Regions from separate parts of the Zea mays genome. Here region 1 is linked to region 2. The links are chromatin contacts, called in public Hi-C maps. All regions are on one chromosome and are shown on one strand. Each heading gives the region's core, a stretch centred on a gene start, on an enhancer-like site or on the middle of the called end of the contact. The rest is flanking DNA. Distances are from core to core; before and after follow the strand shown. Region 1 has its middle 100 kb from the start of LOC100272233. Region 2 has its middle 42 kb from the start of LOC100272233.

Region 1 (5,334 bases), core at 2,016-4,515, 140 kb after region 2:
TACTCATGAAAGGCACTGAAGTGTGACTTATATGCTTCTAAACAGCGGGAATACCCTTCTGCAGCCTAGTATCAGCAAAGGATTTGAGTGAATCTTATTTCGCACAAAACTGTCAATTCAAGGCATAGTCCATTGTTCAGTTGTGAATGAGTGAAACTCTTATTCTAGATGGATGTTCAACTTAACAGTCTCCATCGAAACACTGGTATATCAAAGGATTGTGATTCTGATACTTCATCATTACAAACCCTAGAGTTTGGTGGGGATTGTTGGATCTTTTATGGGCTTGGCCCATTTATTGAATAAACTCTATGGTGTGTAATGGTGGAGAATACCAATAGTACCACATTGGAAGTCCAAGGGTCCTTTGCCTTGACTTATATGGTGGGATTTATTCCACTTAACTTGAGAAGTCAAGAAATGGACAAGGGCGTGCCACACGCGCGCGCGCGCGCCGCCGCCGCCGGCCGGGCCGGGCCGGGCGTGGCGTGGCGTGGCGAGGCGAGGCAGGCAGGCAGGCGAGCGGGCGGGCGTGGTGTGGTTGTGTTAATTTTTAGCACTCACCAACCGCGTACGTTAGCCGAGTGACTCTGTCTCTTCGTCTGCCGAGTGACCCTGTCTCTTCGGCAGTCAGCCGAGTGACCCTTCTCCTTCAGCTGCCGACTTATGGCGTGACTCGGCGAGAGATGGCCGACTCATGGCATAACTCGGCTAGAGCTGGCCGACTCTTGGCGTGACTCGGCGACCTTTCTCCTTCAGCTTCCCTCTGCGAGAGGTTAAATAGAGGAGCACCCCTGTCACTCGGTACACGCGAGAACACACTTTCAGAACACATTCAGAACACAGTCCAGCGCCGAGTGAGGGTATTTCCATCTCGTGACTCTGCGCGCACAGAGAAGCGAGAGGGCAGGTGCCTCCGGAGCCCTTGCCGTTCGAGACCTTGCACGAGGGATCGACAATTAGGTTTTTGGGGAGCGTCTACGCGACTGCCCAAAGTCTTCTTCCTGCTGACATGACAAGTGAAGTTGGACAAGGATCTAGATCCTCGGAGCGCATGGCTGGGTATGATCAATTCATCTCCTTACTGTTTTTCATTCTGCAAATTATATATGTTCATACCTGCTGTTTTATTTGTAGCCATAAATTTATCCAATATGTTTTGTCGTATTATATCATGACGTGTTTGATGCCTGATCATACTAGTAATATGATAAATCTGTTTGTCTTAATTTTACAGTCATGCTGTTTATATTGTTATCTGTTTATTTCCAGTTGTTCTGCAATAATCCATGAACCATGTTTATATGCTTATTTTATTTATATGAATTACATGCTTCATATGCTTTGTGTTCTCATGATCCATATTGTTATGGATATTTTTGAGATCACATTTTCCATGTTTGATTATCTATTATATGTCATCATAATAATGTTAATTTATGGAATTAAAATAATACAGAAAATGCCTATATTTCTAACAGAGTTCTCGGTGGCCAAGTGCTTCCAAGAAACGGTATCAACTAGCCGCCGTCGCCGCGACCGGGCAGGGTGGATATTGAGCCAGATCGCTCGTCAAGCTTGAGAATAAACGGTCTTGGCTCGACTCGTTAAGTAACCGATTTAAAAAACCAGCTCAGCTAAGTTCGTTTGCGATACCTCCTTTAACTCGTGAGTCACAACAAAAAATAATATACATATATATACAACAATATAATCAATCGTTAGTTAATTTCATATTAACTTAATACTAGAAAAGACTAACAATACTCATAATTTCATATATCACATCATTTAAACTATAAATTAACATAGTGCATCACTTATTAATTTATCCAATACAAGCATAGGCTTTGTTTTGCTAATAAATGCTAGCTCATTCAAGCTAACGAGCTGACTCAAGCTCGTGTCAAGCTGGCTCGTTAACGAACAGAGCTGAGATATATTTAGCTCGTGATAAAATTAAAACAAGCCGAGTAGGGATGGCAACGGGTCGGATTCGGATCGGATATTGGAAATATCCGCCCACAGTCATATCCACGGTCATAAATAATATCCACCCGTGACTATATCCACGAGTAGAAATTTATATCCATATCTATGTCCATCGGGTTTCGGATATCCATTGGATATCCATCACATATGATAAAATCATTTTCAGCAATTGAATAACATAATTAATCAAATTTCTTCATGTTTCAACATCATATACAACTTAAAATTTAATAAAAATTTAAACAAATATACATGTCCTTCAACAAGCAACATTCTCAACATGATAAAAATACATGTCTACATGTCGCAACATGAAAACAAATACATGACAACAAATACATGTCTTCTTTTGGCCTTAAGCCTTTTGCCTTCTGATCTGATCCGAGTGTAGTGTTGAGCACTTGAGCTAGCGCTATAGTAGCTGTGTTTAAATTTTTTAGTCAATCATAGTAGAATCATGTTCATCTAAACAACAAAATAGATAAATGGTTAAATCAATGATCAGATTCGATAACCAAAATATAAGAACATACTAAAGAGTTGAATCATGTTACCATTTCTTCCTCTTCATCCTCCAAACAAGTCATTAGTGCATTTATAAAATAGGATTGGTCGCCTAACATGTCAGCTCGGGCCCAAGCTTGCATACACATCAACCCTTCTACTGTTTTTGGAGCAAGTCTACTACGATGTGGGCTAATTACTCTCCCCTAGTACTAAAGACAGACTCAGATGCCACTGTTGTAACAGGAATTACCATTACATCTCGAGCAATTTTTCTCAAAGTTGGATACTTGATCCCTGCATACTGTCACCAGTTGATAATGTCAAGCTCTTGAGTTCTTGGCAGTGTTGGCTCCTCCAAATATAAATCCAACTCAATCCATGTGTGGGCCGACAATAATGGACTAATGGTTAATTTCGGATATCCAACGGATTACCCGCGGATGAGATTTAATATTCAAATCCATGCCCACTTTATCTCGGATCGGATACAGGTCTAACCCGCGGGTCGAAAAACATATCTATATCCTGATCCGTCGGATCGAATATCCGACGGATATCCAAATCTATGGATTAAATTGCCATCCTTAAAGCCGAGAATCAAACCTAGCCGAGTTAACTATGAGTCGAGTGAGCTGAGTCATGACTCATGACTATTTTATCCAACCATATACGTTCTGAAATTCGGAGCCCATGCAGTCAAAGCCACTGGGCTCCCTCAGACTCGCAGTGCGCAAGCAACATCATTTCCGACGGTCTCGCGTGTCATTCGCAAGGGCCTATTATATAACCAGCCTTGAGCCCACTACTTTGATGGGCCTAGTATCAACAACACAACATATAGTATTTAAGAGGTAATAATGCAAATGGAAAAGTCTGTCTTATCCCTTAAACTATTGATCGAGTACAATTTACATCACATAACTAGGAAACCAAAATTTTAGACTCTAATTTCTCAAACCATTCAATTTACCTCCTTGATCATTTTGCACGGCCTAGCCATATTGGCTGACGTTGCCTAGCCGGGATAGATATAAGTTGGATTTTCACGGAAGTTCCGGAAGATCAATTCAAAATTATTTTAAAAATTCTAGAAATAATTTTCAAAATATAAAAATCTCGTTTTAGAAAAAGCACATCTATGTTAAAATACTAAAATCTTATTTAAGCTTATAAAGTTTATAGAACATTTGTTTTAAATCAAAAAATATATAAAAATAGTTTTATCTTATATAAAATCATGTTGTACATTTTTTCCCATACTTAAGTTAAATGGATCTATCGAATCAATATGGTCCCCTAATATCTAAAACTAGGCCAAATGAACAGAGGATGGCACCCTAAGGCAAATTCTTGCAAAACGCAGTGTGAATCACCACGCAGACATTGTGCAAACTGCAGATCATGTTTCATCAATGGCACGCCTTTTCTTAACCATTGAGAGATGCATGAGAAAAAAATACAGTATTGTAAATAGTAGGCCACGACATTTGGTGGCGTTTTCCCCTAAAAGTTGTAGTGAAGGATATTAAACTAACATGTTTTATGGAATATATGAAAAATGCTTAACTATTTATATATGAAAAATGTAATTAAGGAAAATTTTATGAGCTTAAATACTGAAATACAGATCAGCTTGTTTGCTTCCTCGATAACTTTCATCGTCGTAGGTTAGCGCACACATCAGGAGCACATGACCAAGCAAGAACTGCAATTTGGATGAGCTTGAAATGAGAGTTCTTGTGTCCCTAAAATTATGCTCTATATAATGGTTCTTGCTCAAAACAAACATAGATCATGATTTTTTTAAATGTGAGATAAAGTAATTTTTTCTATGGATTTTCTAAAGTTATATCAAATTTAAGTATTTTTATCAAGTATACTCCATTCGTCCTAAACTATAAATTACTCTAACTTTTTTTGAAAGTCAAAGCATCTAAAGTTTGGCTAAAATTATAGAGAAAAATATAAAAATTTATGGCGTCAAATAGGTATAATTAATAAAGTATATAATGGTATTTATAGTATTATAAATATTACTCTATTATATAAATTTGGTTAAACTTAAGATGTTCTGACTTTTTAAGAAAGTTAGACTGACTTATAATTTGAAACAAATAAAATGTATTTGTAGAGAAATATTTAGATATTTTAAAAGTTATTTTTATATTTTTTATAACTTTTAGTTTAACTTTTTCAATTATCATAAAAGTTGATTTACGTGGCTCATGTGGTGCTACGAGAGACGGCTGATATGGAGCCATGTCATGAAATACCGTTTTAAAAGACCGCTCAGGTCAGATGGTGTCAGAAGTTTTAGAGTCTAAAATCTATTTTTTAATTAAGAAACATAAATTGAAGCAGAAGGTAAGGAAAGTGAAATAGACTTTTTCTATATATATATATATATATATAGTGCAAAGTTATTTCACGCCCCCTCTGGTTCGATTGTGGGACAAGTGGGCCACGGTTTAACAAGAGTGACTTGGCCCACTCGATTTCAATGCCCGCGTTGTGTGGCTGAGAATTGGATCATACAGGCATGGACTCGAGTGGAAAAAGGAAAATGGATCACATAACAACGTCGTCAGAGGTTAATTTGGCCGACAAAGGAGAGTTGATTGCATATCTTCTATATCTACCATCATATAATCTACCAGTTTAAACTTGCAAAACTCACTCAATCAAATCACCCCATACTCATAACTTCCACTAATTCCACCAAAAAAATTACATCCAGACTTGTCATTAAAACTAATAGTTTAGATCATTGGATAACCCCTCTCGCTTACTCACTAAAATCGAATAGACAATATTATTTAGATCATTCTTTATCTC
Region 2 (5,333 bases), core at 2,077-4,576:
TCAACCTCTAAAAGATAGAGTTCACCCTGCATATGTGCATACCCGAGTCAGAGATCCTTCCCAAGTGACAAACAAGTGAATTTAGGAGGAGGACGTGTTGAGCCAGGTCGAGATGATGCTGAGGGGTGCCATTGTAAATGTCGGTGCTCCTTGATCTTACTATGTCTGGATCCTTCTAGCCATGGTCTAAGCCCCTTGACCATGGCTTCGATGACAATGTTGTCCTAGACTGATGGTGTCTGGGCTCGAAGACGGAAAAATCTTCAGATGAATGATTGGAGGTATTCATCTGGATCCTGAGTACACTAAAATAGAGCTTGTGCAGTGACTGGCTTTGACTGGAAGCCTTGAAAGCTGGTGAGGAGCATTTCCTTCAACTTGTTTCATGAAGTAACAGTTGTTGGTCAAAGCGATGAGTACCAGGTTTGGGCCACATTCCTGACCGCCATGATGAAGGACTTTGCCATGGCTACTGAATTACCATCAAACGAAGACATGGTAGCTTCATAACTCATAAGTAATTGCTTTGGATCAGTTAGGCCATCATACATTAGCAATGTGGGGGCCTATATAGCAGTGGTCAGGGTGTCGCCTACATCTCTGGTGTCAATGTGGAAGCTTTGTCAAAGAGGAAGTCTTGGAAGTTGACTAGTTCATGACGAAGATTGTCATGGTTGAAGCCCTCGTAATTCTGGTCCCTGTAGTTGTTGTGGTCCTATGCTTTAATGTTGCGCATTTCTTTAGTTGCTTCGTCAATCTTCTTCTGAAGTTGAAAAAGATGAAGCACCTTCTCTCTGCACTTCTCCAATTGCTGGTGGATTGCTTTGAGGTTGTTGATCTCTTGATCCAGCTCTTAGTCTTGTGGTTCTGGGTTGATAGCCTTCCTCTTTTGGTTTCTTGCCTCCCTGAGGAGAGCTTCTTCCCCTAGGTTGGTGTCCTAAGTCCTAAGGATGGAAGCAGTTGTTGTTGCCTTCTTCGGCGGCATGATGTGAGTTGTGGTCGTGAGATGACCGGAGGTGGGCGCCAATGTTGGTACTTGATTTCAATTCTCTGAAGGTATCGAAAATCAAGGCAACACAAGTTAAATATAAAGACCTTCGTCCTGTGTTATAACACTTCTTCGGAGTGTTAAAATAAAGGACAAAGGTTCTTAAAGAGAAGCAAAATGAAATAATATGAAAAAGACAAAGTGAGGCTCTTTATGAATCTTATGTCATATGCCTTAGCATTTTATTTCAACTCCACTAATGTTAAACAAGTTTACAAGCATACCTTCGACTCCTTAATACAAGATGGCATGAAGGACCTTCAAAGGCTAAGCAGCACGAAATTATGGCCCTTTAAAAAGGTACTTTATGCATGGCACTATTCACCAATTTATAGGAAAGATGAATCGCCTTTGTAAAAATTACAATCACGCCCCTCAAGGTTTTACACGCATTGTTTACAAATTACATCAGGGTAGTATTGTATTTTCTCCTTCCTCTGCTACGCAGGTCTTGGCCTTCGTCGTATGAGACCTTATCCACTAGCAAGCATTAGAAGCCTTTCTTCTTTTTCGAACGTACCGACTTCGGTTCACACCTTTGCTAGGCGAAGCTTCTTTATATGTTGCTTCGGTCGAAGGTCAGCTTCGTCCATCAATAGAAGAGCACTTGAAACACACTTGCTTGTGCTAAAATGAAGGTTAAATGGGGACCTTCGACATAATAGGCCCTCACACTACCTATACTCATATCAAGTACAACCACTGAAGACTATATGGGCAGTCGCTTGATCCGAACTAACTACGGTTTGCACCCTAGATTTATCGGTGGATGGGGAGCACCAGAAGGGCAAGGAGAGGGAATGTTGCCATCCTGGTTTGGGCGAGGGGGTGACCTTGTTCCTTTCGACTTAACCATTAAGGTAAAGACGTGCAAGGGAGGAGAGAGTTTCGGTGTCGGGTCTCATGGTAGTGAGACCGCATAGCCGGACTAGTGGATAATGTGTACACCTTTACGTAGAGTTAAAAATCTATTCGAATAGTCTGTGTCCATTGGTATGGACGAGTTTGGTATGATACAATAATTAACACTTTGTATTCAAAAGAAAGGGGATGGGTAAACATGTGTGTTTTGGAAATAAAAGTGTGCCACGGGAGTGAGAAGCTCAGTGGTGGTTGAGTAAAGGAATATGCCTTTTCTCTTTTATTCTGGGGATGTTGAAACCATGTATTTCTGAAAATAAAAAGAGTGACTTATAACTCCACCAAATAAGAGCATGTACAAAATATGTCTATCTCTCCTCTCTATGGGTTAGAATGGGCTTGTGGAATATGAAAGTATTCACACGTTGCTTTACATGTTTTTCAGTGGCTGAAGACTTCATTACCGTTGTTCGACTAGAAGAGGGCTACGTTTGCACCCGGTCTGCCAGTGACTAGGGCTGGTTCTCGCTCTGATTTTCCTTACCTCTTCTGAGCCTGTAATAATTATTGTAACAAGGTTTAGTTCCATCGATTGAAATAAATCTGGTTACTAGCCTCCTAGGACTAGTAATTGTATTACATTTGGGTCCCAAAGGATGGGGACACTTCATGGTTGGGTCGTCCGGTAAGCCCGTAACCCGACATATGGTTTTGGCCCGGCCCGAACATAACCCAATAAGGTGGCTATCGGCCCCGTGCTTGAGTCTAAGGTGCGGCACTGTGGGCTCGGCCCAACACGGCCCAATTTTATGTTTTCCCATTTTTAATAGAAATGTCTATATTACACATGATTATAAGGTATAAAACTTAAAAATACATGTGCCTTATTGGTTAAGTTGATGTAGATAGGCTTTTAAAGCGAACAACGATGGTTGAAATTGTATTTTTGCACATATTTAGCCATTTTTAATATTTAACGTGATAAACTTGTACATGCCCGTTAAGCTCGTTAGGCCACCAACCGGGCCAGTGCGATAAACAATCTAACAGATCGTGCCTAATCTTTATTCGTGGCCCATAAGCCAACACAACACGGCTTGTAGACCAAACAGAGTTAGACCGGGCCTCAGCGGACTTGGGCTGGACCGGGGCCGCCGGTCCATACAATGTTTTTGCTGTGGAAAAACGGTACGATACAGCTGCAACAAAAAAAAAACTTCCAGCAAAAAGCTCTCGACCACAACACTACCCAAAGATGACATAGCCTCCCTGACCGCACGCCACGTGTGGATCCCTCCTGCGTGGCTACAAAACTCCCGTCCCAATTACGGAGCTACGACCACCGAGCTGGCCATGAACACGGGCATACCCGGCATGACATGTGGGCCAGTGAACCGCCGTCCGTTTACCGGTGTACGCGACCGTGTGCGGCAGGCAAATTTGCGACATGGGACTATGGGAGAGGCGAGGCCAGAGGTGTCCCTTTCCTGTGTGCGGTGTGCCCCCACAATATTCCACCAGTCGGAAGTCGGAGTCATCCAGATCAGTCTTGGCCCACGGTACCGATTCCATTGGAGCACTTTATTACGTTCATTCAGGTTTTATGTTGTGGTCCGATTAGCTTTGAGCTATGGTATAAGGATGGTCAAAAACTTAATACTTGACACTTGTTTGGTTAACGGTATGTGTTAGTGTTTCGTATCTCGTCTCGATAAGTAAATTTATTATACGTGTTCCGGGTGTTGGCGTCTTTTTGTCACCAAACACTATAATTAACCGACTATCGATACTTAGCACATTTAGATAATGCAGGGTCGAATAAAATGGTTATCCTGAAAGTGGGCCGACACCTCTATGATGGTCACCACCTATTTTGGATCAAACAGCAACGGACCCTAGGGCCTTCTCGTGATGAGCAATACCTTGGGTTTGGCTCCGCGAGGTGAATAGTGGCGGCGGTCTGCAACGAGTCGTCGGATCGCCTGACGGTGCTCGCTGTGGGGGCGCGGACTATCTGCGGCTCTGGGCCGAACGGTCCGCGACCTAGCGGCAGAAGTGGCGCCTTTCCTGCGTGCTGTCCAGACGGTCCGAGCTCTAGGCCAGACAGTTTGTGATGGCGCAGGGTCGTCTTCTTCTCCTTGTAGGACCTAGATCTCGCCCCCTGGGGGAGAGACCTTAGGGTGCTCCGGGTCAGCAGGTCACCCGGGGCGTCTCCAGACGACGTAGAGTCGCCTATAAATTAAGAGATCAATTCGAGGAAGAGATCTTGATTTAAGTAGACGAAGTAGATCTTGCCCCTTAGGAGGGGTAAAAATCATAGGGTCGTCCTGGGGTCGGTAGGCCACCCCAGGACGGTTCTAGACGACGTAGAGCCGAATAGAGGTGAAGGTGGATATGCGGAAGCGCTACATCTACTCATAGGGCAGGAAAGGTAAATAAAGTAATTGGTTCGATTGAAATGTGTTCGGGGGTTCTCAATCGGTCGTACCATTTATATTTATAGGGGATGAGGTCTGGACCTGTTCCGAGGAGATAGCCAACAACTCCCACGTGATTAGATGGATAACCACGCACGAGATCAGGATAATCACCCGAGTTAATCTAATCGCGGGCATGCGGATTGTCCGGGCCCAAGGGCCGGACCGTCCGCCACTTTTGGTGCTCAACACCGGGCTTCAGAGTGTGTGCGTGGAGAGCGCAATGTTTATACTGGTTCAGACGCAACGTCCCTACACCCAGCTACCGGTACCATTGATGATCAAACTCGTAGTAGGGGTTACAAGTAGTCGAGAGGGAGGAGAGGCTCTCAGATCTTTTATCGGGGTGGAACTAGAGCTTAGAAGTTGTAAGGTGAGTCCTAGCTAAATCTTGGCTTGGCGGGGCTCCGACGTCCTGGTCCTCATCGGCGCTCCTCCTCCTGTCCGTCCTTGTGGGCTCGTCTCTGTCTAAAGGCGTCTGGTTGCCCCTCCATTCGTCCTTATGTTCCTCGATCCGTCGATCCCCTTGCCTAGAGACCAGCCTCTCCCTTTTATAGGCTGTGATAGGGGTCGGCCAGCGGTGGCTTCCCTGGGAAGGAGCCGTAAGGCAAGCGTAAAACAAGTGTTTTACCTTGAGTGAATCCATGCGTACTCGCGGGGCCCGGAGCAACCTGGTTGTCGTGTATTTATCATGGTGGATGACGTGGGGCGGCGATGGTCCCAGGCGCCATCATTCGGGCGACGCCGACCCCTGGCTTCCATAGCATGGGGCTCGGCGCGAGCCGTCGTGTAGTGCCCTACGGGAGGTCTACATACTCAGGCCTACTCCGATAGGCCATAAGAGCGCCGTAGGCTGAGAAGTGCGTGGGCCATTAATGTGTCGTAGTCTGGGGTGTTGGTGTACTATTATTTTATGTGCTCCCTGTTTATTTGTATGGATTGCTACG

The links. Hi-C and Micro-C count contacts between places; a contact is called where the count stands out from the background.
Region 1: a contact with region 2 is called in a Hi-C map of bundle sheath, with 4 times the contacts expected there. The contact joins two enhancer-like sites. A contact is called at or near these places in 3 of 25 Hi-C or Micro-C datasets (bundle sheath, ear and leaf).

What each region holds. Positions count from the first base shown.
Region 1 is chr7:104,574,061-104,579,394 of Zm-B73-REFERENCE-NAM-5.0, forward strand. No RefSeq gene overlaps it. Among protein-coding and RNA genes, the nearest start is that of LOC100272233, 100 kb to the left of the region's middle. Within about 2 kb of position 3,266, at least 14 of the 20 cell types and tissues checked have an H3K27ac peak or open chromatin away from gene starts, as enhancers often do. A contact at or near this core is called in bundle sheath, ear and leaf, where this site is marked.
Region 2 is chr7:104,431,840-104,437,172 of Zm-B73-REFERENCE-NAM-5.0, forward strand. No RefSeq gene overlaps it. Among protein-coding and RNA genes, the nearest start is that of LOC100272233, 42 kb to the right of the region's middle. Within about 2 kb of position 3,327, at least 17 of the 20 cell types and tissues checked have an H3K27ac peak or open chromatin away from gene starts, as enhancers often do. A contact at or near this core is called in bundle sheath, ear and leaf, where this site is marked.